7 separate regions of the Mus musculus genome follow, and all the other regions are linked to region 5. A link is a contact called in public HiChIP or PLAC-seq and promoter capture Hi-C data. All regions are on one chromosome and are shown on one strand. Each heading gives the region's core, a stretch centred on a gene start, on an enhancer-like site or on the middle of the called end of the contact. The rest is flanking DNA. Distances are from core to core; before and after follow the strand shown. Region 1 has its middle 97 kb from the start of Gm38628. Region 2 has its middle 75 kb from the start of Gm38628. Region 3 has its middle 23 kb from the start of Gm29040. Region 4 has its middle 8.1 kb from the start of Gm38628. Region 5 holds the start of Nck2 (non-catalytic region of tyrosine kinase adaptor protein 2). Region 6 has its middle 3.5 kb from the start of Gm29040. Region 7 has its middle 45 kb from the start of Gm29040.

Evidence for each region. Promoter capture Hi-C pulls out the DNA fragments that hold promoters and counts their contacts. HiChIP or PLAC-seq counts read pairs in DNA pulled down with a chosen protein or histone mark.
Region 1: a contact with region 5 is called in an H3K4me3 HiChIP or PLAC-seq map of neural progenitor cells, with 22 read pairs. The contact joins the enhancer-like site here to the promoter of Nck2 in region 5. A contact is called at or near these places in 11 of 39 promoter capture datasets (the 3T3-L1 cell line, 3T3-L1-derived adipocytes, the HPC-7 cell line and 7 more), 1 of 15 datasets of contacts at CTCF or cohesin (CD8 T cells), 3 of 484 Hi-C or Micro-C datasets (the HPC-7 cell line and embryonic stem cells), 9 of 115 datasets of contacts at active chromatin or transcription factors (the SCID.adh cell line, bone marrow-derived macrophages, craniofacial prominence and 6 more) and 4 of 9 other capture datasets (adipose tissue, embryonic stem cells, liver and 1 more).
Region 2: a contact with region 5 is called in an H3K4me3 HiChIP or PLAC-seq map of the SCID.adh cell line, with 12 read pairs. The contact joins the enhancer-like site here to the promoter of Nck2 in region 5. A contact is called at or near these places in 1 of 39 promoter capture datasets (hematopoietic stem and progenitor cells), 1 of 15 datasets of contacts at CTCF or cohesin (CD8 T cells), 4 of 484 Hi-C or Micro-C datasets (the HPC-7 cell line, Sertoli cells, bone marrow-derived macrophages and 1 more), 4 of 115 datasets of contacts at active chromatin or transcription factors (the SCID.adh cell line, bone marrow-derived macrophages, double positive thymocytes and 1 more) and 3 of 9 other capture datasets (adipose tissue, macrophages and pancreatic islet).
Region 3: a contact with region 5 is called in an H3K27ac HiChIP or PLAC-seq map of trophoblast stem cells, with 3 times the contacts expected there. The contact joins the enhancer-like site here to the promoter of Nck2 in region 5. A contact is called at or near these places in 17 of 39 promoter capture datasets (the 3T3-L1 cell line, 3T3-L1-derived adipocytes, the C10 cell line and 12 more), 1 of 15 datasets of contacts at CTCF or cohesin (pro-B cells), 34 of 484 Hi-C or Micro-C datasets (the 3T3-L1 cell line, 3T3-L1-derived adipocytes, the AML12 cell line and 26 more), 16 of 115 datasets of contacts at active chromatin or transcription factors (the SCID.adh cell line, craniofacial prominence, double positive thymocytes and 11 more) and 2 of 9 other capture datasets (adipose tissue and liver).
Region 4: an H3K4me3 HiChIP or PLAC-seq map of the SCID.adh cell line shows a contact between it and region 5, with 11 read pairs. The contact joins the enhancer-like site here to the promoter of Nck2 in region 5. A contact is called at or near these places in 6 of 39 promoter capture datasets (3T3-L1-derived adipocytes, the C10 cell line, cranial neural crest and 1 more), 3 of 484 Hi-C or Micro-C datasets (nephron progenitors and uterus) and 7 of 115 datasets of contacts at active chromatin or transcription factors (the SCID.adh cell line, craniofacial prominence, embryonic forebrain and 4 more).
Region 6: a contact with region 5 is called in an H3K4me3 HiChIP or PLAC-seq map of the SCID.adh cell line, with 12 read pairs. The contact joins the enhancer-like site here to the promoter of Nck2 in region 5. A contact is called at or near these places in 1 of 39 promoter capture datasets (pre-B cells), 2 of 484 Hi-C or Micro-C datasets (nephron progenitors and stem cell-derived neurons), 8 of 115 datasets of contacts at active chromatin or transcription factors (the SCID.adh cell line, craniofacial prominence, embryonic stem cells and 4 more) and 3 of 9 other capture datasets (adipose tissue, liver and pancreatic islet).
Region 7: a promoter capture Hi-C map of cranial neural crest shows a contact between it and region 5. The contact joins the enhancer-like site here to the promoter of Nck2 in region 5. A contact is called at or near these places in 1 of 39 promoter capture datasets (cranial neural crest), 1 of 484 Hi-C or Micro-C datasets (nephron progenitors) and 3 of 115 datasets of contacts at active chromatin or transcription factors (extraembryonic endoderm stem cells, intestinal villus epithelium and pancreatic cancer cells).

Annotation. Positions count from the first base shown.
Region 1 is chr1:43,582,558-43,585,257 of GRCm38.p6, forward strand. No RefSeq gene overlaps it. Among named protein-coding and RNA genes, the nearest start is that of Gm38628, 97 kb to the right of the region's middle. Within about 2 kb of position 1,299, at least 22 of the 459 cell types and tissues checked have an H3K27ac peak or open chromatin away from gene starts, as enhancers often do. A contact at or near this core is called in neural progenitor cells, where this site is marked.
Region 2 is chr1:43,604,556-43,607,255 of GRCm38.p6, forward strand. No RefSeq gene overlaps it. Among named protein-coding and RNA genes, the nearest start is that of Gm38628, 75 kb to the right of the region's middle. Within about 2 kb of position 1,321, at least 9 of the 459 cell types and tissues checked have an H3K27ac peak or open chromatin away from gene starts, as enhancers often do. A contact at or near this core is called in the SCID.adh cell line and double positive thymocytes, where this site is marked.
Region 3 is chr1:43,282,867-43,285,566 of GRCm38.p6, forward strand. No RefSeq gene overlaps it. Among named protein-coding and RNA genes, the nearest start is that of Gm29040, 23 kb to the left of the region's middle. Within about 2 kb of position 1,310, at least 6 of the 459 cell types and tissues checked have an H3K27ac peak or open chromatin away from gene starts, as enhancers often do. A contact at or near this core is called in trophoblast stem cells, where this site is marked.
Region 4 is chr1:43,670,960-43,673,659 of GRCm38.p6, forward strand. No RefSeq gene overlaps it. Among named protein-coding and RNA genes, the nearest start is that of Gm38628, 8.1 kb to the right of the region's middle. Within about 2 kb of position 1,427, at least 3 of the 459 cell types and tissues checked have an H3K27ac peak or open chromatin away from gene starts, as enhancers often do. A contact at or near this core is called in the SCID.adh cell line, where this site is marked.
Region 5 is chr1:43,444,378-43,447,077 of GRCm38.p6, forward strand. It overlaps Nck2 (non-catalytic region of tyrosine kinase adaptor protein 2), which reads left to right and starts at 1,374. Exons shown (of 5, transcript NM_010879.3): 1 at 1,374-1,650.
Region 6 is chr1:43,263,268-43,265,967 of GRCm38.p6, forward strand. No RefSeq gene overlaps it. Among named protein-coding and RNA genes, the nearest start is that of Gm29040, 3.5 kb to the left of the region's middle. Within about 2 kb of position 1,329, at least 34 of the 459 cell types and tissues checked have an H3K27ac peak or open chromatin away from gene starts, as enhancers often do. A contact at or near this core is called in the SCID.adh cell line, where this site is marked.
Region 7 is chr1:43,214,959-43,217,658 of GRCm38.p6, forward strand. No RefSeq gene overlaps it. Among named protein-coding and RNA genes, the nearest start is that of Gm29040, 45 kb to the right of the region's middle. Within about 2 kb of position 1,328, at least 7 of the 459 cell types and tissues checked have an H3K27ac peak or open chromatin away from gene starts, as enhancers often do.

The DNA of each region.
Region 1 (2,700 bases), core at 49-2,548, 140 kb after region 5:
AGATACCCACAGCCAAACAGTGGATGGAGCTTGGGGACTCTTAGGGTAGAATAGGAGAAAGGATTGTGGGGTTCCGAAGGGGATAGGAACTCCACAGCAAGATCAATGGAGCAAATAACTTGGACCCTTGGGACTCTCAGAGTCTGAACCACCAACCAAAGAACATACATGGGCTGGACCTAGGCCTCCTTGCACATATTTAGCAGATGTCAGCTTGGTCTTCATGTGGGTCCCAAACAACTACACTGGGGGCTATCTCTAAAGCTGTTGCCTGTATATGGGATATGTTGTTCTAGCTGGGCTGACTTGTCTGGCCTCAATGGGAGAGGAAGCACCTAGTCTTACAGAGTTGAAGTGCCAGAGTGGAGGGATACCAAGGGGAGTCCTACCCATTCAGAGGAGAAGGGGAGGGGGGAAGGATTGTGGGAGGGGGTAACTAGGAAGGATGCAGTGAGCAGGATGTAAAGTGAATAAGTAAAAAGTTAAAATTAAAAAACAAAAACAAAAACACTGTAGTGATTCAAAACCTTCCACTTTCAATCAAAGTATATGAAAACCTGAGGTCACATCTTGCAAGATCGTATTCTTGAAGAGACATTGCTTTAGTAGCTCAGACAGAAACCTTGGCTCTTCTCCTCTTAACACTCCATTCTTTATCTGAGCATTGTTTTAAAGTTTTTGTTTCTTAGAAGCTGGTGCCACTTCAAGCTCAGGGTCAAAACATGCTACAGGGCAGTGTACCTGTAGTGCCTGCAAGTAATAATAACTGGTCAGAAACACCGAAACTGGGAAAATGCCCTTAAACATTCCCCTGGCAGTCTGAGCTCTGACCCTAAAAGACCCTTGGCTATCCTCATCCCCTCCTAGTTTTTTATTTTAATATCAGGTAGGTCTCTACATGTGGCACCAATAGACAGAAAAGTCAATGTATGATAAGTGTTACATTGGGTTAAACCATTACACTGTGAGAAGACTTTTCAAATCACTCTTAGATTTCAGACTCTGGGAGTTTTGCCTGAACACCCACTGAAATTTTACAACAACTTCCTACCTATTTAAAACATTTTCTTTTCAGGTTCCAACACCCACTGAGCATTAGGCAAAAGGCAGGATCCATTTCCCCTTACTCAGCATTGTCCCTCCTCAGTCACAGGCACACAGGCTACAGCCCTAGGGATTCCTTCCTGTGAACAGACTTTCACAAAGACTGCTCTCATAGCTGTTTCTCTCTGTCCCTAGAAGTCCCCTGGTTGAGTCTCTTGGCTGGAACCTGAGCTACGGCAAAGAATAGTGACACAAAAGAGCTACTGTGTTAGCTGTAAGTCAGTAGGAGGCAGTGAGGCCTAAGGCTGACTCACAAAGTGCATCTATCTGCCTGGTTTTCTTGGGCCTGAGTGGGCAGAGCTTCCTGGGTTGCCATGGGTGGAGCTCCCTGGGTGCCATGGGCCTCATTCCACTGACCTGTGTCCTAACATTGAGGCATGGCTTCAAAGTCTGCCTACTGCCTCAGCTTGTATTTCTATTTGCCTTGCCTTCTTCCTACCAATGTAAAGGCTGCAAGGCCATGCACTAGACACTGTAGCCTAATCCACAACAGTTCTTGAGTCAGTGTGATCAGAGCAGGATTGGTCCATAGCTTACCTTGAGATTGAAGATATTAGAGGTATTGGTTACTGGCCATTTCCAATAATTAGTGTATTGGACAAGCTCCTTTCTGTCCTGTACAACATTTCATAAGGCATAGTTTAAGCCAGATTAAGGTCCATTGGCTGGGCAGAAGTTAGGGGGCAAGGCCAATGGAGCAAGTCTAAGGTCTAAGTAAAACTCAAGAATGAGTGAGGGTCACAGAATCTGACCTAGGTTATAGCCAGTAACCAATGCCTCTAATATCTTCAATATTGCTGTGATAAAACACTAAGCAAAAACAATTTGGGGAGGAAAGGCTTTACTTCAGCATTGATGTTACAATCAGTTGTCTAGAAAAGTTAGGGAAGGGCAGAAAGCAATAACTTGGAGGCAGGAACTGAAGCCAAGACCATGGAGGAATGCTGCTTACTGGCTTGTTCTCCATGGCTTACCCAACTTGCATTCTTATACAAGTGAGGATCACCTGCCCAGGGATTATCATGCAGAAAAATAAGGCAGGCTGGGGATATTTTTGAGCCTGGCAAGATTAGGAGTGAGCCACAGGCTAGTGTTTCCTGAGACCTGAACTGACCTGCACTGTCATCACAGGTCACTTGTAGACACTGGGCACATCTGAATGAAGACATGCTTAAATGTAAATACATACCAATTTGTGAGGGCGTCATACCAAATATAGAAAGAACAAAAAATATCTCATAAGATTTTATGCTGATTACATGTTGAAAGCATAATAAGTTAAATACATTGGGCTTAGTAAAATATTAGTAAATTCATTTTACTATTTTCCATTTCACTTTCAAATGTGTCTACTAGATACTTTCAAATGGCATAATTTAATCACATTGTAATTCGGTGTGACAGTGTTGCTCTGGGCCATTTGTTTGCCTGAATACCCCACTTCCTCCCATCTTGGTCCCCTAGTTCTGCACAATACTGTACTTAGAATACAGTGAACTCAAACAATCAAATGTTATCAGACTGGAAAAGTGAGAAAACAAAGAACAAGATGATCTTACTCATAAACTTAGATTGGACAATAATGTTGAGAAATCT
Region 2 (2,700 bases), core at 71-2,570, 160 kb after region 5:
TCCCTCTGAAATTTCACAAGCCAGACCTTCATCATTTGCACTGCTCTCAACATTATCTTCCAAGCTCCTACAGAACATCCCACAGAGCTCTTAACACCCAATGGCTCTTCAAACCCAAAGTTCCAAGGTCCTTCCACAGTCCCCAAAACATGGTCAGGTTGTTACAGGAATACCCCACTATGCTGGTGCCAATTTGTCTTAGTCAGAGTTTCTATTCCTGCACAAAATATTATGATCAAGAAGCAAATTGGGGGAGGAAAGGATTTATTCAGCTTACACTTCCTACATTGCTGTTCATCACCAAAGGAAGTCAGGACTGGAACTCAAGCAGGTTAGGAAGCAGGAGCTGATGCAGAGGCCATGAAGGGATGTTACTTACTGTCTTGCGTCCTCTGCCTTGCTTGGCTTGCTTTCTTATAGAAGTCTACCAGCCCAGGGATGGCAACACCCAGAAAGGGCAAAGGGCCCCCTGATCACTAATGCCTCTCATGGAGGCATTTCCTCAGCTGACAATCCTTTCTTTATGATAACTCCAGCTTGTTTCAAGTTGACACACAAAATCAACTAGTACAGGTGGTGTGAGGACAAGTCAGTTCACTAAGTTTAGGATACTACCAGAACAATTCAAGTCTGCCAAAAGTGACACATGATGAAAATACACAAGGCTGGGGATTTGAAAAACCCCAAGATTTGGTCTAGATACTGAGACTAGAAGAACATATCAGAAAAGGAGAAAGTGGATGTATGTCTTTGCCTCTATTTGGCCACACCTACTGACCCTCATTCATAAGGGATATGGATGGAGGATACATTGTCTACCTCTTCCAGATGACTAATTCTACGTGAAATCAGGAACAAAAAGACTTGTAGTAAAACATTAGGGAAAACTGGGGACCGCGGGATAAATTTCAAAATCTTCCAGTCCACTCACAGAATAGCCACAGTCCTTACACAAAAATCACCGTGAGCTACCGGTTTGATCCCAGGGTCCCTACTGCTGGGAGGAGTCTGTCCATCATTGGAACACACCGTGTTGGGACTGGAGGGAGAAAGCAAAGACAGAAGAGCCCAATAAGTCCTGATGGAATGTTCTGGAAGCCTCAGAGCTGAAACGGATCTCAGGGATAACCTTGTCCGTAGCCTGTTGAATAAACATAACCTGCAGCTTAGGAAATGTTCTTGAGGACATGGGAATCCTGAAGAAAGAGGTAGTTACCACATGTGCTTCAAACTGGCCTGTCTCCATCTCTTTTGTGCTGAGATTGATAACCGGTGAGATCCATCATTATTGATTTCTTGTTTTGTTGTGTTTGGTCTGGTTTGCCTTAGTAAGTGTGGGTTCTAGAGATGGAATTTAGGTCCTCATGCTTGCAGGACAAGTATTTAACTGACTGAGCTGCCTCTACATCCCACAGATAATTCTTAAGGTCTATGACCAAAGCATTGCACAGATAAATAACTCAATTAAATTAAATAGAAGCAGAAAAACATTACAAAGATAATAGGACAGAAAACATTTTAGACGGTTAATGATGCAAATGCTGTATTTTCAAATGTTCCGAGGTCTCTCAGTTATCACACTGAACTGTCACTGAATTATACCAAGTAATGTTGTCTTCCTGAGATCAGTATGCACATATTTCTAACCTAAGAACAGGGACATCTAGGAGTCCACAGGAAATGGCAGTTAAATGGGTTAGTGTAACTTTTACATATACACCTGCTTCTTTGAACTAAGAACTCTTTATACTTGAATATGAACAACCCTCCCTCCTCCACCACTGTGGAGTAGCTCAGCTTTTGATATAACTTGATTTGTTACACCTTGAAAAATAACTTTTGAAGACTTGTGGTCTGCCCTAAAGACTTCATTCTCATTTGATAGACAGTTTTTAGTCATATAAAATAGCCTACTACCCACCAAACAGCTTTGACACCCTTCCCAATAACTGCATGATTAAAGTATCAAAAAGTCAAGGTAGAGAAAGCAGACCTTTTTTGTCTCCATCCACTTAAACCATTGACTTAAGTACAAGGTGTGGATATAGCAAGGCGAATTCCCATGAAGCAATTACATGCTAGGATGTCTTCCTCTAATAGAGAAGAGAAAATCCGTGTGATCAGAACAGAATATCTGTGATCAACCATAGGATATCTGTTTGGAAGTAAAGAGTGAAGTTAGTTTCACCTACTCATTTCTTGGTACAGTCCTGATTGCTGCTTGCAATAAGTGCTGTTTTTGGATAATCTATTCAACATTCACACGCTCACCATCTCCAACAAACATATACCTACCAGATCCATGTACTCACATGCACACTCACATTCAAATTCATGAGGCTATCACACATCGAAACTTCTAGCACGCTACAGCACTCAATCACACACAGTCTTACATACTCCATAAACACACACTTCTACCTAACATATCCATACTTACATACACACTAGCACCCGCAAACCAAAAGTACATGCACGTATACATACACACCCACATATATACACCCCTTCTTACATAGCATGCCCAGCTCATTTTGTAATTACCCTATCCTCTTCTTTATCTTGAATTACTTGTATGAGTAAAATATTCCCAAAAGTCCCCAAGTCTATGTAACTCAATCAGTAGCTTAGCTGAGAACTGTATTCCCAGTTTGAAGATTTTCTGAACCAGAAAGCAACTGTTGCCTTTGTCAATATACC
Region 3 (2,700 bases), core at 60-2,559, 160 kb before region 5:
AGTCCCTCCAGTCAGCTACAGAAACAGCTTTCATAAGAAAGGAAAGGACCTTCCAGAGTGAAGTCAACCTTACTGACATTTTTAGCTCCCTCTCTGTACCTAGGTGAAGTGAGAGCTTTTTCTTTTATGCTAGGTAAAGACAAGGTATTTAGTCCAGAGGCACTACTCTCCTTTTATTACAATGAGTCAAGGTTTTGACACAACTGCTACACAAATGTTTTTTGTTAGTTTCTGGCTAACTTGTGTCTTTGAAAAGCAAAGCCAATGAAGTATACCCACAATTCTATACCTTTAATTTCCCCTCTGTGCTATGCTAAGATTTTTTTCAGGGATATCTTTATGAGCCTATATACCAGGAAGGTGGGTTTAAAGGTGTGTATCCAAGGAAGTCTTACCAATGACCCAGATCTAACAAAGATGAATAATGTATTTTCATCCTCAGTGAAATGCTACAGCCCACTTGGAAGGCACTTTTATCTGCCCCAGTCTACCTGACTTACAACAGATGTAGTTGCAGCTGCTGCTGGCATTGCAGTCTTGCTATTGGATTAGAAAAAGCCCTTTTTCATCATAGGCTAGGAGACAGAGGGATGGAATCTGATTTGGCTTCTCTCTGTGAACATATTCAGGTAAAATGAGCATAGCTTTGTCTTATAGAATTAGATTTTATTCTCGTGGACATTGAGGATATTTTTCAGAGATGACTAGCATGTAGTTCATAGGACAAACACACAGATTTTAGAAGGATATTAACAAAAGCATTTTTATACACTGGTCTTTACTAACACTTGAGGTTTTCTGGTGGATACAACACTATGGAGTATACTAGGCAAGGATGGTCCTACGCTATGGTCTTAGAGCATTGATAAGGAGACAACTCACACAGGTCAGAGAGGATGAGGACCTCAGGGGCACTCTGGGAGCAAATAGCTTTGTGGGTGCTCAGAGCAGTGGAGACAGCTCTTAGAGAAGAGGGAGCTAAATAGAGAGAAGAGGGAGAATGGGAGACCACGTGGGCATTTGTGGAAGCATGTAGGCGAGACTAGACATGCTATAAAAGAGAAAAATGGCAATCAGAATGGAGCAGGATGATCAGTGGCTGAGTCTGTATTGGAATCTAATGCCAAGGGCTTCACAACTTCTTGCCAGGGCAGGTGAGACACAAATCCAGATGAACAGGGTCACATGAGAGGGGAAGCAGCTTTCTGGAGGGAGTGTCCACTCTGGGTACTCTTCTAACTTCTGTTGGGATAATATTTATATACACTGTGTGAAGGTGTGTCTCCGTCCTTCATCACCTGCCTAAGGCATTCTCTGATTGGCTTTATTAAAGAGCTAAGGGCTAGGACAGGGCAGGAGAAAAAGGCAGGACATTTGGGGAGAGATAGAAACTCTGGGAAAGAGTCAGGCTGGTGGGATTCAACAGCAAAGCACAGATGAGGTCAGATATATGGGGACAGAATTAGAGGTAACAGGCACCATGGCAAAGATGGATTAGTGTAAATTGGTTACTAAGTTATATGAGCTAGTTGGGAACAAACTTAAGCTGTGAGGGCCAAGCATTCATAAATAAATATAAGTCTCTCTGTGTGTCATTGTTCGGAAGCCAGGCTGTTGCAGTAAATCTCCACCCAAATATGCCCCAGCAATGAAAACACAACACAGTTAGTATGATTACATGTTGTGCACCTAGATCCGCTACCCTACCATCTTCCACAGCTTATGAGACTCCTTAGAACTTATGGTTTCTCCAGGCCATGTGCTTCTGCTCCACTTTTCTTCTTCTTCCTCCTCCTCTGCATCCTCTCCCTCTTGCATTTTCTCCCTCTCCTTCGGCTCCACCTTCCCTTTAATCTGCCCAGTTATCATCTCTCCTTTATTTTACAAATTAAGGTAGGAAGCAGGTTTACAGGAAATCACCTGAGTGCTGACTCATTCCTTGTTTGCAACCACTCACAGGAGAATGGAATTAACATCAAATATAACTAGACCCAGGGCTATGCACAACACCAGGCAGTCTAGACAGTCCAATGATAAATGTCCTCTGCTTTCTTTTCTACCCGTGTGACATTGCAGAAATTGATAGCTGTTGCTTTATTCTTGTGTATCTTCATAAACTGTGGGAAGGTAGTTGACATGATCTGTTTTATTGTACAGGGAACTCAGAAGACTCGGGGAAGGTGCATGCCCCTCCCTTCTCTGGGAACACTGTGGGCCTGCATGACTTTGTACTTGGACATAGTAGAAGAGGGAAGTTCTTCAGATCAAAACTTTCTCGAAGTCTACAGATGTCTACTTTAGAGGCTTCTATTGTGGACTCTTCCGGTGGGTGGGATGTGGATGGAGACTTAGCTTAGCCTATTCATTAAATCCAAACTTCTGAGGCTGGTTTGATATTGCTGCTTCCCAGTGTGTGTTATAAAGATGAGCTGAAAGCTTTCTAAATGGAATACGCTTGAGGCACAATTAAGTCTGCTCACCACTTTGTTGCAGGATGTCTCAGTGCCTTTTATAAGTCTCTGAGAAGGAACAGTAGATGTTTTTATCCATAAACCTCATTAATCTAAACTCACTTTTTGTGCATCATAAAAGACTCGAGTGTCCTTAAAAAGTATCTGCTTAAATCTCACAGTGGCCTAGGAGCCCCATGGCAGGATGACCTAAAAGATATGCTTGAATCTGGATTTACAAACCCAGGAC
Region 4 (2,700 bases), core at 177-2,676, 230 kb after region 5:
GCAATTTAATGAGAAATGGAAAGAGGCCAGTTTGAATTAGTCAGCATGGAGAGGAGATTTGAGAGAGAGAACAACTGAATTGACCAGCCAGCCAGAGCTCAGAAAGAGCTAGAAAGGATGAGTTTATTCAGCAGTAAGTCTCTAGAATGAAACCATTCTAGGCCTAGATGAGATTGTATGGAGGCTACAAGCTTACAGGACTAGGCCTAGGTTAGCAGACAGAGGTAATAAGCCTCAAAGACAACAGTTATTACAGGAGAATTAAAGTTACATTTACAACAAAGGATTGCTTTAAAGTATATTTTTTATGATTTATTACCAACAACTGTTTTCTTTGCATACCTATTTTACATACCTATCTATTCAAGGTGAGTGCAAAAATTTTGGAAGTCCGGGTCTAGATGTTCTATATTTCCCAATGGAATGAAAATACCATGCAAAAGTTACAGTTATGCTTTGTTTAGGAGAGAATGAGAGGAAAGTTGATGTTCCTTCCAACTAGAATTAGAGACAGCATTCTGGGTCCTTGGTTTGCTCAACCTGTGCATGTTGGAAGCACAGACTTGTAAGGCCAGCTGTTTTCCCATATCCCAGATTCAATGGTTTCTGTACTGACAGTTGATTCACCATTGCATCTGTGTGAACACAGTACAACAAGGTGCTCAACTCACTTGTTCACAGGATGTTCTTGTTACAAGTTTTGAAGGTCCCCTCTCTGGGGCTGAAACCATTGTATCAGATTCTGCACACCTCGAGGACTCATACAGAAGGAGGCACTTTTGGGAGGCACAGAGCAGCTAGGGTAACTGGCAATTGGGAGGGCAAGCAGACAGGGTAATATGAGTTTCTCAGATGCAAATAAGGCAGCCAGGGGGAAGGGGTAGGGGCGCTGCATAGGAGAGTCTCAATTAGTTGTTGGCTAGTAGAGGATTCCATTTTCTAGAAAGCATTTTAAATCTCTCATAGTGGAAGGAGAAACCGTTTCCTAAGTGGGTCACAAAAGCTGTGTGTGTAGGGATTTTCACTGAAAAATTTAGCCAGGCCTCTGAGAGAGAAGAGAAGGGTCCTGAGAGGGATTTGATCACCAGTTGTTATGGGCTAGCAAGGGAAGTGTTGCTGATGGACATCGTTTGAGCCCCAGTGTGGCCTCCATATGGATGGTGCAAGGCCTTTTGCTGTGTATGGTAATGGGTGTGCCTTTGGTGCAGGCTGGTGAGTGGCAGTGCACGCTGGCATGGTTATGAGGTTTGTAAAGGATAGCATCAGCTTTAGCAATGTATCAGTAGCCTGCAGAGAAGAGTGGGAGCCTGCTCCCTGCTGAGGGAAATGTACACTTAATACAGTCTGGAAAATACATAAGGTAAGCCAGTGACACTAAGCCAAGATACTCCCTGGGGCTGGAAACTTAATCCTCAACATCTGCACCCAGGGGTCTGGCTACCACAGGTTACTGCTGCTATGTAGCTTTCCAGAGCCAGGGAAATGGGTTAACTAGTAGATCATATAGATAAATTTCAAAGGCAAGAGGATTCCAAACTTTAATTAGTGAACAGAGAGAAGCAGAACAAAACAGAAGGCAAACATACAGAATTCATTTTGTTATTTAAAAAATCCTCTACTTTTAGACTTCCCAGGGCTGCTGAATCAACATTTGGGCAAGAGATTTGCACTAATACTGCCTTGGTTTCCTGTGCAGGGGTTGGGGTTGGGGGTGGGGGTGGGGGTGGGGAGTGGGGGTGGGAGTAAACTATCAGCCCAGCTCAGCAGGAGGGTACAGAGTTTCCTGCAAGAAATCTGGATGAAATACTTCTCTGTCTCTGTCTCTGTCTCTCTCTCTCTCTCTCTCTCATTCTTTCCTTCTCTTTCTTTCTTTCTTTCTTTCTTTCTTTCTTTCTTTCTTTCTTTCTTTCTTTCTTTCTCTTCCTTCTTTCCTTTCTTCCTTTTCTTCCTTCCTTCCTTCCTCCCTCCCTCTCTCTCTCTCTTTCTTTTCTTCTCTTCTCTTTTCTTTTTTTTCTTTTTTTTTGGTTTTGTGAGACACTGTTTCCTTGGGTAGGCCTGGTTGTTCTGAAATTCACTCTGTAGACCAGGTTGGCCTGGAACTGAGAGACCCATCTGCCTCTGCCTCCCAAGTGCTGAGGTTAAAGGCAGGTGCCATCATGCCAGAGAGGCTAAGTAACAAAGGTGGCTGCATGAATCTCCCTGGGAGGGGGAAATAGAATAGTTTTAATGGGTGAGCTCAGAGCAGATGAGGCTGGGAACAGGAGGGATTAGGAGAGAAGATGGAAAGGCAGAGGAGTACTGGGAGAGACAACTGGAATTGGGGGAGGAACAATTCTGGAGGAAAGTAGAAGGCTAGTGCAATCGGAACTCCCAGGAATTTACGAGGGGGACCCTAGTAATGGGGAATACAGAGCCTGAACTGACAAGACTTAGAGTGGAGTCACCAACTCAGCCACAGAATCTTTGACCTACAATTTTTCCTGCCTATAAGATGTGCTGGGGTAAAGGTGGCAGAGGAATTGTGGGAGTGGCCAAACAGTGACTGATCCAGTTTGAAACACATGCCTTGAGAGGGAGCACATCGCTGACAATGCCTGGAGGACCAGCAACAAGAGGCTGGATATCCTGGAGATATATAATATAACCTAAAGATATTATACTATACTTGTAGACAGGGCCCTAGCATAATCTTCATCAGAG
Region 5 (2,700 bases), core at 124-2,623:
AAATATATGAGCCAAGGGGAGTCCTTCTTGTTCAAATCTCCCTGGAGATCTTATACAGAATCAGTGAGAGGAGTCTGAGGCCACTTTTCAAAGCAAAAGCTTAAAAACTGTGTCCATATCGTCTTACTTATTTAGCATAAACTAATTTTAAGTAGGGCTAAACTATTGGTTAGAGTTCTGCCTTCATTGTTGTAAAGCTAGATAGTAACAAAGATGAGGTCTGTAACAAAGAACGGATGAAGCTAGCATCTCCGACTGGAAGAGACTGTTGGGTGTGCTGATTTTGTACAGGATGCCTCCTAGTGCCCTCGTGTCAGGCTACGTGCCAGGTACTTAACATAGAAGGCAGGTAAACATCTCATGTGATAAAGCCGAGGAAGTTGTGAAACACCTGTGTAAGGTGACACAGTTCAGGAGCCTACGGTCAATGGCTGCGAGGACTATAGCCAAGCTTCCTCACGTTACTTATGCCTGGGAACTTCCTATAAGAAGGCAGGCAACTTTTCTTTCTTTCTTTTTCTTTTTTTGTTACGTAGGGTGAATTGTTTCTGCCTTAATAAGGAGGAAACAAGGGCTAGGGTTGAATCTCATTAACATAAATGTGAGTCGTCCGACCTGAAAGCGGAATTTATTTGAATATCAGGGGTTCCTTTGGGGTATAAGGAGCGAAGGAGCTTGGAGAAGAAACCTCTGGATCCAGTCCTTCTCTTCGATCCAGGGTTCTAGCTTTCCAAGTTTGCTTATAGGTTAGCTACTACTCAAGTCTGGGAGAGCAAGGTTTCCTTCTAAAGCTTTCTCAGCCTCCTGTACTAAAGAATTCCTGGGCTCTAATAAACTGGCCAGGACGCTGCGGAGGCAGCTGAGGTCGGGTTTCCTCTCCTCCCCCACTAGGAAGTGGTCCCGCCTGGAGGTTGGGGGTGGGGGGGATGGAGTAAAAAAGTGTCTGGATGGGAAAGTAAATAAATGCAAGGCAAATAAATAAAGAAAATGCCCACAAGCAATTACTGGGAGGAAGTGACATTTTTATGTAAGTCACTTTTCTGACAGACACCAGGCCTGTTTGGCTGAGAGTGCCGTGGGAATGCTTGGGGGGCGGGGTAGGGAGGTCGCTGTAAGGCTCCCGACGCACAGCCGGGTGCGGAGACCACCCGGTCTCGTGGGCTGCAAGTGGCACCTCCTTATCCCTAGCAGCCCCTCCCGGGTGCCCCCAGCTCCAATCTAGAGCGGGTTACGGCTTGAAGCCCCCAGGCGGCGCTTTCCCGAGGCCTGGCTGGGACTCCCAGGTGGGTCCCCCGCCCCGCGTGCGCCGGGCTGGGCCGGCCCCTGGGCGGCGTCACGGCAGCCAGGGAGGAGCGCGGGCGGGGAGCGCGCGGAGGCGGGCGCTGCGCGGGAGGGTCGCCGCCGCGGATCGCAGGCCGGTGCGCGCGGCCGAGCGGGCGGCGGCGGCGACGGTGGTGGTGAGGAGGGCTCGGCGGCAGGCAGGCTCGGGGCTCCCGGGCCGGCGGGGTCCGCCGGGTCCAATTGCGTCCGCTTGGTGGCGGGAGGAGGGAGCGGTGCAGACAAAGAGCGGCATCTGGGCGGGCGCAGCGCGGCCGCCGCCCCGGGACTCGCGCTGCTGCCCTCCGGCCTCGGCGTGCACTGTGCGGCGAGGTAAGGCGATGGCGGGGGCTGCAAACTTGGGCCGGTCCGTGGAGTTGGAAGAGAGGGGCGAGCGGGCCGCGGCCGCCCGGGGAGGGCCAGGGAGCGCGTACCCCTGCGTACCCGGCCGGTGCCCTCAGCCCCGCCGCGGCCTGGCGTCCCCGGGCACCCGCACCTCGGATACACACACCTTCCTGCGAGCCCTCGCCTCCCTCTGCCTGGGGCTGGCGTGGGGGTGGGGCGCCCTCCGCGGGCGGACTCCGGGGACCAAGGACCCAAAGCCCTCGGGAACACTAGCAGCCCTGGCCTGTGGGCGGGCGTGGGACCGAACAGTGGCCAGGTCGCCGGGCGCGCGTGCCTGGGAAGAATAGCCTGGGATCTGAGGGCCACAGCGCTAGGAAGCGGGAGGCTGCGATGGCCGGGGAGAACTTCCAGTATTTAGAACTATTCGTGATCCGGCACAAAGCTGCTGTCACGTTCCATAAAGGAGGTCCTTGCCTCGGCGCAGGGCGCTTTTGTGCCTGGTTCCTTCCAGTCCCTGCGCCCGGTCCCGCATTTCCAAGACTTAAACCTCCTCAACCAAAGTTTTTCCCGGTTGCTCTGCCCCCTCAGTTTATTTATTCAGGGCGATTTAAGCAAGTGGTTCTGCAAGAATTTGATGTGTGACTTTTAATGCCCCGGTGGCACCTCCCTTTTGAGCGCTGTTAGCTTGGCATTGTGTGGAGAGGTTTGATTTGCAAAACGCTGTTATTTATACACAACAGCGATCCTCCCGGAAGGTGTGCGCGGGTGGTGGTTAATGGATAGCAGAGGTGACTTACAGTAGTATTGTGAACAGCTTGGGGACACAGCTGGGTGCCAAGTGGAGTGGGCCCTGCCACCCTAACCCATTCAGGTTGGCCGCTTCCTCCTTATTTGGCTCTCCTTATTTTGCTAACAGGTTTAAGGCCAGTCTTGCCAAGTTTGCGTCTGTGTGTGGGATGAACAGGTCCGAGTTTGGGCTGGAGGTGCACAGGCCTGCTCCTTGGTTGACCCAAAAAGAAACAGCCCGTTGGCCAGTGG
Region 6 (2,700 bases), core at 79-2,578, 180 kb before region 5:
ATTTCCTCAAAGTACTAGAACACTAATGCTTTGGTACACCCAATCACAGACTCCAAGGAACATACCCAAAGCATTGGAAGTCAGCATCTCACACAGCGCTTGTACATCTGTGCTTATTGCGGCATTATTCACATAGCCATGAAATAGAACCAGTCTTGATGTCCATCAAAGGATGAATGAATTCAGAAAATGTAGTTCATATATACGATGGATGGCTTTTAGCTGTAAAGAAAAATGAAGCCAGAACACTGGCAAGAAAATAGCCAGAGTGAGAAAGACAAGTAATGTGTCGCATTTTCTTTCGTATATGGAATATAGATGTGTGTGTGTGTGAAACAGGGACAAACGGACAGACAGAGAGATAGAGGCAAAGACAGAGAGAGGACACACCAAGGGAAGACGTCTTTGGGAGGAGAATGAAGGAGAAAATAGAGGGTAGTGGAATTTGTGAAACGCAATAGAAAGACTGTGAAAGGAGGGTTCCTAGCAGCGTGATGTGAGGAGGACAAGGGAAGACCGTTCAATAGAGGAACAACTGAGAACTAAGTACCCTGAAGTCCAGGATTTTGCATGGTGGCCTAAAATGTTATTAAACCCACACCTCTTAGAGCTATTAGGAACTGATGGATGCTGGGGGCCAGGAATTATTTTTCTCCAGTAGTGTAGCCACGGTAAACTGCTCATCTTTCTACAAATGACTCTTCACTCATTCCCTGAAACCACTCATGATTAAACTTGTTTGGGAAGGACCCCCAGATGGAATAGAGAGTGACCGGAAGTAGCCAAATTACATCACTGCATGAAATTATTGAGAACAGACAGAAAACATTGTTTAAAAACAATTTTAAAAATTGCTGAAAAAGAAAATACTAAAATACTGCCCAAACCAATAAGTATAAATAATTAAGAGTCTAAATTATTTCCCTAAAATTATTACAAATAGTGAACATACCATTGAAACATCAGTTTGGAAACTATGCATGCTCACACACTATAGAAATGATAGGCCAATAGATCATATCATTGTTTTAAATTTAAAAACCTGGCCATTTGCAGTATGGATTCTATCACAGCTATCCTTACATTCATTCAGCTGTCTGTGGATAAATCAGGCCCCAGCTAACCAGATCATGCCTTTAGATTGCCTGGGACAGATTACAACAAGGTACTCCTTTCACTGTGCTATATTCTAGCACGAAAGGGCATTCCTCAAAATATATTGGGCTGATGGGAACAGAAAAGGAAAATGCTGCTATAGAAAGCCAGTGGTGAGTCTGGGATTTTTTAAAGCACCAAAGAAAAGCCAACCCCACCCCCTTGTGGACATAAAGGTCATTACACTTTTTCTGTGCACGAGGTGCAGCCAGCCATCTTTGGACAATGAACAAGCATAAGTTCCTCATTATTCCGAGTATCCCTTTGCCTTGCCTTCCTCCTTATTCCCACAGACACACCCCTGCGTCCAGCTGCAAAAGCAGGCTTTCTCCCAGCCAGTCCAGGCTCTCCCCTGCCTCTTTTCTGTTGTGCATGCCTGGGTGACTTGTCAGCTGACCAAGCAGGTTAATAACCTGCAGTTGAAGGACTGTAGACTCCGGGTATGGGAGAAACCTTGAAAGTCTTTAGTAGCACTCTAACATCTCTCTAGCTTGAGAGAAAAGGGCTACATGGACTTTGAGGGTATCAGCTGGAGCCCCAAGCCCTTGGCATAGGTTTTCTTGGTCTCTATTACATCTCAATTTCCTCGGTCCCAGGTTCTGACAATTTTCTGCTTAGTGTTTGCTCTCAGAATCTCAGCACCACACATAAGGGAAGAATCACTTCCACTTGTTAATGCCTCACCTTAAATGGCTTTTTCATTATATACGGGGAAATATTACCATTTATTATCATATATAAGATTCATATACATATATGGTATATATGTAGTACATACACATATATGTTCTTTCTGAGTATGCATATTTTAATATAAAATGACAACAATAGAGAGTGTTATCATAGGAGATGAGCTAAAAGGAAAACTGCCAGCACAGTGAGCAGGAAGCAGCCTTCAGCCGTTCTGCAGACCACCAACTCCCAGCTGGTCAGTGACCCCAGGAGATACTTCATGATGCTACTTCATCATATGAACAAACAAATAAAATCACAACACTGGTCTTGTTTCATCTTCAAGATCAATTCCATTCCTCTATCATGCAATGCCTCGGTTTTGTTTTTTTAGCTATTTTTGTTTGTTTGAGTTTGGCTTTTTGACACAAGGTCTCCCTATGCACCCTTGGCTGTCCAGGACTTAGACATGTAGACCAGGTTGGCCCCCTACTCATAGAGATCCTCCAGCCTGTGGTTAAAGACACACGCCCCTTTGCCCAGCCTATCTTTGGTTCTAATAACACCTTCTTTTTCTAAATAGTCTTTAACCATCAAATTAACTCAAAGTCTACTATAGAATGACCTAGTTAGTATTCGATGAGTAAAGGAATTTGGGGGTTCAGATGTCAGGGTTGAGATCAGCTTGTCAGAGGCTGGCAGAGTTCCAAGAAATTTTCCTAACTTGGCGTACCTAGTGTGCAGTACCAGGGGGCTGTGTTAACATACTCAGTGTGCTAAGTAAATGAACACTGAGGGAACCTAAGAACTGATGACACATGCTGTATATATGTGTGATAAGAACTGGGATCCTCCGGGGAGATCAGAGTCTGC
Region 7 (2,700 bases), core at 78-2,577, 230 kb before region 5:
TGCAAAGAACCTGTGAGGTTAAAAAGAAAAAAGGTCCAACTTAACATTATGAGACAAGGAACCCCCAAAGATTCTGTTAATCTTTTTATTAGTTCTATTCTTTTAGAGAACTCTAATCAATACACTGTTCAATTCACATAACAGAATAACTAGTTAACTAAGAAGGAGAGATGGTGACAGAAGGCAGACCGGAAGCTGGAAGGAAATGGGACTTAGAAGCAGAACTCAGGAGGCTCCTGTTACTCCAAGGTTGGTCCATTCTGAACTAAATACCAAGCTCACCATGCAGATGTGTGGTTTGGATGACCACGTAGCCCTTAGCATCAAAATTCAAGTCACTAAATTGAAGGCAGATCAATAATCCATAACATATTGATAATGTAATATATTGAAGCACATACATTTATTTACATAGTGAATATAAACTTGCTTGGGATTTTCACAAATTAATACTTTTGAATAAGAAGAAACAGAAAGCATTTTGGCAAATTCAGGAGACTCCTTAATAATGTTGGGTGTCTGGCATGAAACTACACTCAAACTTTGGACACTGTAAAAATTATTTACCCTTAGTAAAATACAATATCCTGTCTGGAGGCCCGGGAGGAAGAGAGTCCTTTAAAAGAAGCTTACAAAAATCTTTTAAAAGTGTTCTTGGACACAAAGAAGGCAACAGTTGACTGTATCAAGTATGAACTTGGGAGAAACACAGGGATTATGTTTCACTTAAAATACACATGAAGTTCAGAAGTCACAGGAAAGCTAGAAAAAGTCCAGGAAGGGAGAGGGATTTGGTTTGGCTAAGCCAAAATCGTTGAAAGTTAAATGGTGACATTTGACACAGTCAAGATGTCACCTTATTTGTTATTCTCCCCTAGAAATAAACCCTTCATGTTCAACACAAGAGGCCCTGTTCTCCGGTTTACCCCAAGTACTCAACCGCTCTGATTGTTGGAGGTTTCCAGGCAGCACAAAGTGACTAGGAAAACTCTGCAGGCCTGTGCAAAGTGGCCCTGGCAATCAGCAGCCCCTCAGAAGCATTTTAACAGAGCCTTGGATAGCTGATGCTTGCCGAAGCTGGTGAAGACAGGTTGGCAGTCACTTATATTCCAGCTGGACTTTCACTGTCAAGCTACAAGCTTAGAGTTTAGGTCTAAAGAGGTACAGGTGAAGCCAAAGAAATGAATGGGGGCCGAGGGCTGTAGGAATGCAGGATGGGGAGGAAAATGTTGAGAGGGGTTAGGAGGATAAAAAGACAAGTGGAACCGGTGCTCCTTTCCTGACCAAGAAGACATCCTGAAGGCAAAGGACCACGGGAGAAGATCTCATCTAAATCCCCATCGTGGTAAGGGGTGGATCAGCTCCTTCAAGAACAAGTCAGCCAGATGAAATAGATGACAGCCTTCCTGTGACGTGCTGGAGCGTGGCTCTCATGGTTCCCTCCCTCCACCCTTGCTTGGTTTTGCACATACAGGTAATTCTAGTCCATTCCAGTTGCTATAACAACCTCTCAAAGTCTTGTACTCAATGGAAGGACATTTCTTGAAACTAGAAAGTATAAAACCAAGTCCCAAGCAGGTCGGGCATCTGATTTGTAGATGGCTTTTTGTTCCTCCCATACATGGCTTCTGAAGTAAAAAAAAAAAAAAAAAAAAAAAAAAAAAAGCCAAGAATTCCCATAGATCAGGGCACTTATCCTACGGATGAGGCTTCACCCCAATTATATAAACACATCTTAAAGGCTCCACTTTCACATTGTCACCTTGGTGGTCAGGATTTCAACATGCAAATTTAGGGAGGTGTATGCATTCAGACCCAAACACATGTTCTGCACTGTCTCATGGAAATGTCTACGGTGGTACATATGTATTATTTATTTATTTATTTTTAATATAATAATCTTGATAGTATTTTTACATATGTATTTTTATAGGAACAAAAATATGAATCACTTAGGAAATTTATTTTGACTTGATACAGAACACAGACTTGTACAGGTTAAGGGGATATCATGTAATAATATTCAACACATCTATAAATTGCTTAACATTAAATATATTTGCCTCCTCAACTCTTATTTACTGTAAAAAATTTCAAAATTATTTTGATATATATTCTATAAATTCACAAGATTTACTTTCTCCTTTTTCCAAATCACTTATTTACATCAGTAAAAGATGACAAGGAAAAAGTCACCTTAAACGTGTATTCTTGTTGGGGCAAAAATAAAGCAGAGAGCTTTAATTATGGAAGCAAAAATTAATCTTCTATTGTGAGATGCACTGTTTAAAACCTCTAAGCTGGGACTGAGCAATGGCTATGTGAGTGTGAAGACCTGGGTTGAGTTCCAATCCCCAGCACCCATGTAAAGCTGGGCCAGTGTTGTTGTTTTATGAGGCTGAGGAGAATCCCAGGAGAACCCCCAGCAATTCATGGGCCAGCTAGAGAGATGTATATGGCTATGAACAAGGCAGACCCTGATCTTCAACAGAGTAGAGTGTGAGAGCCAAAACCAAGGTTGTCCTCTAACTTCCTTGTGTACTCCATGCACACATACACCTGCATATTCTCTCTCTCTCTCTCTCTCTCTCTCTCTCTCTCTCTCTCTCTCAGACACACACACACACACACACACACACACACACACACATTTCTAAGGTGGCGGGAAGTACAAATAGGAGGTTTTGAGAAAAACAAATC